Linked DNA regions of Rattus norvegicus: region 2 is linked to region 1. The links are chromatin contacts, called in public Hi-C maps. All regions are on one chromosome and are shown on one strand. The core of a region is the stretch at or near the end of the contact, and the rest is flanking DNA. Distances in the headings are between cores, read along the strand shown.

Evidence for each region. Hi-C and Micro-C count contacts between places; a contact is called where the count stands out from the background.
Region 2: a Hi-C map of psoas muscle shows a contact between it and region 1, with 2.1 times the contacts expected there. The contact joins the promoter of Hrc here to the enhancer-like site in region 1. A contact is called at or near these places in 9 of 12 Hi-C or Micro-C datasets (the A7r5 cell line, the Rat2 cell line, Schwann cells and 6 more).

Annotation. Positions count from the first base shown.
Region 1 is chr1:104,910,336-104,913,652 of GRCr8, reverse strand. No RefSeq gene overlaps it. Among named protein-coding and RNA genes, the nearest start is that of Slc6a21, 19 kb to the right of the region's middle. Within about 2 kb of position 1,907, at least 2 of the 93 cell types and tissues checked have an H3K27ac peak or open chromatin away from gene starts, as enhancers often do.
Region 2 is chr1:104,948,081-104,951,378 of GRCr8, reverse strand. Hrc (histidine rich calcium binding protein) reads right to left here and starts at 1,629. Exons shown (of 6, transcript NM_181369.3): 1 at 1-1,629. The coding sequence starts at 1,469. Trpm4 (transient receptor potential cation channel, subfamily M, member 4) reads left to right here and starts at 3,143. Exons shown (of 25, transcript NM_001136229.1): 1 at 3,143-3,212. The coding sequence starts at 3,189.

The DNA of each region.
Region 1 (3,317 bases), core at 658-3,157:
TCCAGATGTCCAGAAATGGGCTCAACCTTGGACCACGGGAGGATTTCAGGTGGAGGAGCAAAGTTCTTCAGGAACCTGTGGAGCCAGGTCCCTCTAACAAAAAGTGTCATTTCCCTTACCTCTTTCAGAAGGGACAAATGGCTGTCTGTGGTGCCTATTACCATACACATGCTGGCTGCAGCCCCCTCAGTATCACAGTGCCTGTTACACATTTCAGAGTCCAGGTTAATTCTTCTCACCTCCTCCCTACCCTAGACTCCCTCAAACTCACAGGCTTCCTTTGCCCAAGTTTGTCATCCTCCTTATAACCCTGCTATTTTGGGGCTATACTCTGTCTTACTTAGGGTTGCTATGTCTATGAGGAGACACCATGACTACAGCAATTCCTATAAGGAAAACATTTAACTGGGGCTACCTTACACTTTATGAGACTTAATTATTATTGTCATACAGGAAGGGTGGCAGTGTGCAGGCAGACATGGTGCTAGAGAAGGAGCTGAGAGTTCTCCATCTCGATAGGTAGGGAGGGAACTGGCTTGAGCTTCTGAGACCTCAAAGTCACACTCCCTCAACAAAGCTACACCCCCTCCAACAAGACCATACCTCCTCCAACAAGACCACACCTCCTCCAACAAGACCACACCTCCTCCAATAAGGCCACACCCCTCCAACAAGACCACACCTCCTCCAATAAGGCCACACCCCCTCTAACAAGACCACACCTCCTCCAACAAGGCCACTCCTCCTCCTCCAATAAGGCCACACCCCTCCAACAAGACCACACCCCCTCCAATAAGGCCACACCCCTCCAAAAGACCACACCCCCTCCAATAAGGCCACACCTCCTAATAGTGCCAGTCCCTATGGGTCAATGGGGCCATTTTCACTCAAACCACCACACCCTCTCTCTCTGCTAGGCCACTTTCTTTCTTTCTTTCTTTCTTTCTTTCTTTCTTTCTTTCTTTCTTTCTTCCTTTCTTTCTTTCCTTTTCTTTCTTTCTTTCTTTTCTCTATTCTCTATCCCCTGTCTCTTAGGGATTCTATTGCTGCGAAGAAACACTATGATCAAGGAAAGTCTTACAAAGGAAAACATTTAACTGTGGCTGGCTTATGGTTTCAGAGGTTCATCCATTATTATAGGGTTGGAAGCTTGGCGGCTGCAGGTAGGCAGGGTGCTGGAGAGGTAGCCAAGAGGTTTACATCTGGGCCTACAGGCAGCAGGAAGAGAGCGTGACACTAGGCCTGGCCTGTGTTTCTGACACTTCGACCCCCCTCCACGTCCCCCTCGCCCCCCCCAGCTACCCCAGCCCATGCTCCCCCTCCCTCCGTCACTCTTCCAGATGCCTCTGGCTGTTCTCTCGTATCTACAATAAAAACCTTCCCCTTAAACATACCACACTCTGTCATGTTGTCAGTTTATACACGGAGTGCTGGAACTGCTACTTCATCATGTTTGCCACTGAGCTGTCTTTCCATTCTTTTGCCCATTTGTTGCGTTGTTTTGTTTTGGAACAGGGTCTCACTCTGTAGGCCTGGCTATTCGGGAACTCACTATGTAGAGCAAGTTGTGCTCAAACTCATAGCGATCTGCCTGCCTCTCCTCCAAGTGGTGAGATTAAAGGTGTCCGCCGCTACAACAGTGTAGCTTTCTGTCTCCCCCACCCCCATCGCCCGCTGCCTAGTAGGTTCTCTGAACCGTTCTTCTGTCTCCGAACCATATCTTCTCTGGCTCAGCTCAGCTTCTCCTGAGTGAGGATTGCTGTCTCCGTGTTTCTCTCTGCTCAATCTCTTCTTTGCCCTACTCAATCTTCTTCCTTCCAGCACCAACCATCTTCTCTAACACCCTGACACCAGCTGAGAGCTGAACCCTACCCCCTCCTCTCAGCCTCAGCTGGCTTGTTTATAGCTTCTGCTTTCCCAGTAGTCCAAGAGGCAGCCAACACTGAAGGTCACAGGGTCAAGCAGTTAGACCAGCTAAGCTTTCAGAAAGGCCAGTTGACTAGCAACCAGGGATCCTTTAAAGGGCCAGGCACACAAAATAAATCACCCTACATTCCACCCCCATTTGTTTTAGCAACCAATTATGCAGTTTTGAAGCTGCCCTGGGTGCTCCCTGTAGCCACACTACTGTTGTGATTTTTGCTTCTCCATGTCTTTTCCAGGGTTCTCTCGCATCGGATGCGATCTTTCTGTTGGTCTTTCAGACACACATCCACAACTGAGGTAAGAACCTAACAGCGATGCTTCCCTTCCAGGTACTTGAGTGTTGCTTCCTGAACCTTTTAGGCTCCTGGACTGTTTCTTGCCCACACTTTTCTGCCTGACAGGGAAGGCAGTGACTGGTGAGGCTCTCTTGTCTCCTTCTGAGTCAGTGGCCAAGGTTTTCAGAAGATCTCCCCTGCTCAACTCTGAGCGTCATTAGTTTTGATGGCATCTACAACTTTCCGTCGCCTATGGAAATATAAACAAATCTGCATCTGCAAGGCAGAACATTCACTGACTTCCATTCTGATGCTAACACATCCTTCTCCGTGTCCCGGGTTTCAGCTTGGATGGGAGGGTGTCCTCGAACTACACAATGCTGAGGTGGGACAGTGTTCCAGAGATAGGGACATTTTGGCAGGAGCCTCCATTTTGATGACTTTTGCAGCATGCCACTTAGGGACTACAATCAGCAGTCTCTATATGCAAAACAACTCTTTCTGCATATTGAAAGTCAGAAATTGTATTAAGAGGTTCGGTAAAATCTAATAATACCATAAGAATTGCATACAACTCTGATTTTTGAGCTGAAGTATATGGGCTTTGAAGTACTTTGATTATTTTTCTGATGTATGTGAGAGAATCCAATTAGTTCATTTCATAGACTGCAGATGGTTAATTTTAGGATATTTTTCATTAATTTATCCCAAATAGTTGCTATGAGTTCTTTGCCAGTCATCTTTGCTCATCTATAATGACATAGTCTCAGCATTAGTATGAGGTCCTATGATTTCTGCTGGGTCTGTTCCTAGTAAATGGCATACTCTTATTCTTCCTTTTAAAATTAAATAAAAAACCATTTCTATGTAAATATTTAATTTTTTAGTTTATGTGCTATGGAGGCTCATTCTAAAAATACTATCTTCTCTTTGCATAATGAGCCCAGTAGGGAAGTGAGGAGTTGAAGGCAAATTAACCAAACACAGTTTCTGTTCTACCACAGTTAGCGCTCTCTCTCTCTCTCTTTCTCTCTCTCTCTCTCTCTCTCTCTCTCTCTCTCTCTCTCCTTCAATTGATAACCATCTTGTTGGACTGTTTAAGTACAAATTTCCTTG
Region 2 (3,298 bases), core at 380-2,879, 38 kb before region 1:
CCATCCCTGGAGACTCTGTGGTGGTGATGTCCAGGGACTTCATTGGTAGAGTCTTCTAGAGAGTCCTCCTCCGCACTGTGGCCTTGGGGTCGATGGCTTGCAACATGGCGGCTGTACTTGACTGTTGCCTCTTCTTGATTCTCACGTCCAAGATCATGGTGAGCATGTCTAGGAGACTGGTGCCAGTGTTCAGTGGAGACAGCCTCATCTTCCTCTTCCTCATTTTGATGGCTTTGGTGACCATGGCTGGGGACATGATGGTAGTCTTCTTCTGAGTCATCCCCATCGTCTTCGTGCTCATGGCCTCTGTGTCTGTGGGCTTGGTGCACATTCTCAGTAGAGCCACCATCATTGTCGTCATCATCGTCATCGTCATCGTCATCGTCATCATCTTCATCTTCATGGCCTCGGCGGCCATGCCGGGTGACATGATCATCTTCATCTGACTCATCCTCATCTTTTCCCTTCCTGTGGCCTTGGGTCTGGTGCCTGTGCCTGTGCTCAGTGGAGTCGTCGTCATCGTCTTCTTCTTCTTCTTCTTCTTCTTCTTCTTCTTCTTCTTCTTCTTCTTCTTCTTCTTCTTCTTCTTCATCGTCATCATCATCTTGTTCTTTATGGCCTTGGTGGTCCTGGGTCTGGTGTCCATTTTCACTGGAGTCACCATCTTCATCATCATTTTCATCTTCTTGGCCTTGAAGTCTGTGGGCATGACTCTCTTCATCTGAGTCATCATCGTCTTCCTCATCATGGTCTTGATATCTGTGAGCTTGGTGTTCACCCTCAGTGGAGACACCATCTTCATCATCATCATCTTCATCATGGTGCCCTTGGTGCCTGTGGCTGTGGGCATGATGGAGTCCATCTCTTTCTTTTGAGTGGCTGTGGTGGCCGTGGGCCTGGTGCTTATCATCAGAGTTCTCCATCACTCCCACCCTCTCCTCCTCCTCTCCATCATCATCCTCCTCTTCGTTGCCATGGTGGTCATGCCTGGGGATGTGACGGTGATCCTCACCGGAGACAACGCCGTCCTCTTCTTCACGGTTGTGGCTCTGCTGTCTGGGGAAGTGGCTCTCTGCTGAGTCCCCTAAATCTTCACTGTTAGGTTTGTGGTGCCCATGGAGCTGTCTAACATGCCCTCTGAAGACCTCTTCTGAGACATTCTCCTCCCCAACTTCATGGCCAGGGTACCTGTGGTCTTGGACTTGGTGGCCATATTCCCTGGAGAAGTCTTCATCTTCTTCTCTGTGGTGTCTGTCCTTCTCACCTTGATAGGCCCCGTGGCTGTGGATGTGGTGACCATACTCAGTTGATAGGTCCTCTGAGGACCCAGGGATACCTGCGTTGTTGTTCCAGTTGCCGAGGCCCAGCCCAGTCCCTCTCAGCTCCTGGGTCACCACTGGAGGGACCAGCAGGATGGCCACTGTGGCCCAAAGGAGACAACTGTACAACCATGGCTCCTGGAAGCCCATGGGGACGTTCGTTTAGCAGCTGAGCGTCTAACCAGGCTGGCTTCAGCTGCCTCTGATGGGTCCTTGTGCCTTTTTTGGCTTTGACTTTCAGATTGTCTCTTTTTTGTGGTACGGCTTCCACTCTGCTTCTCTATCTTCCTTAGGTCTTGGATGACCCTCTGAGGATGTCCCCTTTGGAGCTGTGACCCTGGTTCCAGGACCTCCCTTCCCCACTGCTGGGCCAATGGGGTCTGTCCCCTCCCCTTCTTGTGGCTAAATTTATCCAGAGTCTAAGTTATTCTGGTCACTCCCTGCCTGCCCCTCCCCTCCTGTTCCTCTGGCTCAGGACTGGGTGGTGGAGGGGTCTTCATGTCCAGGAGGGGGGCAGGGACATGGCAAGCTCAAGTTTGGCATCTTTGGCACAAAGGCTAGACTTTTAGAGTGTCTTGCTGGAAAAGTCTGGGGTGCTGGGAAAGGAGGGGTGTGCAGAAGCAGAGCCTGCTGCACGGTAAACACTGGGAAGAAAGCGGGCAGAATGAGACATTCGGTGTGGCAGTGGTGTCATGCAGAAACTGTGGAAGACAGTGAAAGAATCCTGTCCCCAACACCCCATGACCTCCTCTCCCTGGCACTCAGATCTGGGGGCAGGGGACCAGACCAGGGCTATAAATACAACAGGGGGAGGTGCTGGGGGCTCAGGTTACTAGGCCCCAGCTGTCCCCACCAGAGGGACTTGGCTGGAGACAGGTGTCAATGCCTTCTTGGAGGCCCAGTGTCACCCACCCCACACTTGTCAGTATATCCACACTCTTTGGGTTTTTGTCCTTTATGAGACAAGCCCCTCCCCCCATTATAGTCATTGTTCTGAGGGTCCCTTCTTCTCCTCAGGGTTCTACCCTTCTCTCCTACTGTGTCTTCCCTAATCTCTCTCTACTGGTCTCTCTCTCTCTCTCTCCCCCTTTCTCTGTGTGTGTGTCTGTGTGTGTGTGTGTTGTGGGTGATTCGTGTGTGCCTGTCTTTCTGTCTGCCTCTCTCTTTGTGTGTATTGTGTGTGTGTATGAGTCTCTGTCTCTCTGTCTCTTTCTCTCTGTGTGTGTCTCTCTCTCTGTGTGTCTCTCTCTCTGCCTCTCGGTGTATGTTGTGTGTGTGCGAGTGTCTCTGTCTCTTTCTCTCTCTGCGTGTGTGTCTCTGTCTCCGTGTGTGATTCTGTTTTTCTGTCTCTTCTCTCTGATTCTGGGACTCTGTCGCTCTATCACTTTGCATTTCTAGCTGTCTCTCTCTCTGTCCTCTCTCTCTCTCTCTCTCTCTCTCTCTCTCTCTCTCTCTCTCTCTCTCTCTCTCTCTCTCTCTCTCTCTCTCTCTCGGTCTCTGCCCTCTTTTTTCTTTCTCTGGGCTGGGTCCCTCTCTTAGTTTCTGTCTCTGCCTCTTTTTGGGTCTTTCTCTCAGTCTCCGCCTCTCAGAATCTATGTTTGTCCCATGGCTGATATCTATCGTGTGCCCTACTCTGCTTCCTTCGTTTCTCTGCCTTCCAAGTCTGGGTCTTTCGTGTCCCCCAAGCCGACCCGATCCGTGGTTTGGCAGCAGAGTCTGTCCCTGCTCGCAGCCGCCCTCTCCCCGCCTCCCGTGACGTGTCCCGGGACTCCCCGCCCCGGGCTGGGCTGCGAAGTTGCGGATCCGGTTCGGTCGGGCGGGTCGGCGGCTGAGAGAAATACACGGAGCCCCAGGGGCTGCGACGGCAGCATGGTGGGGCAGGAGAAAGAGCAGGTATCGCACAGCGCGGGACTGGGAGGAGTGGGGTCCATAGGCAGCGGCACCTCTGCGGATCCTGGTCAGATGTAGCAGGGGCTGAA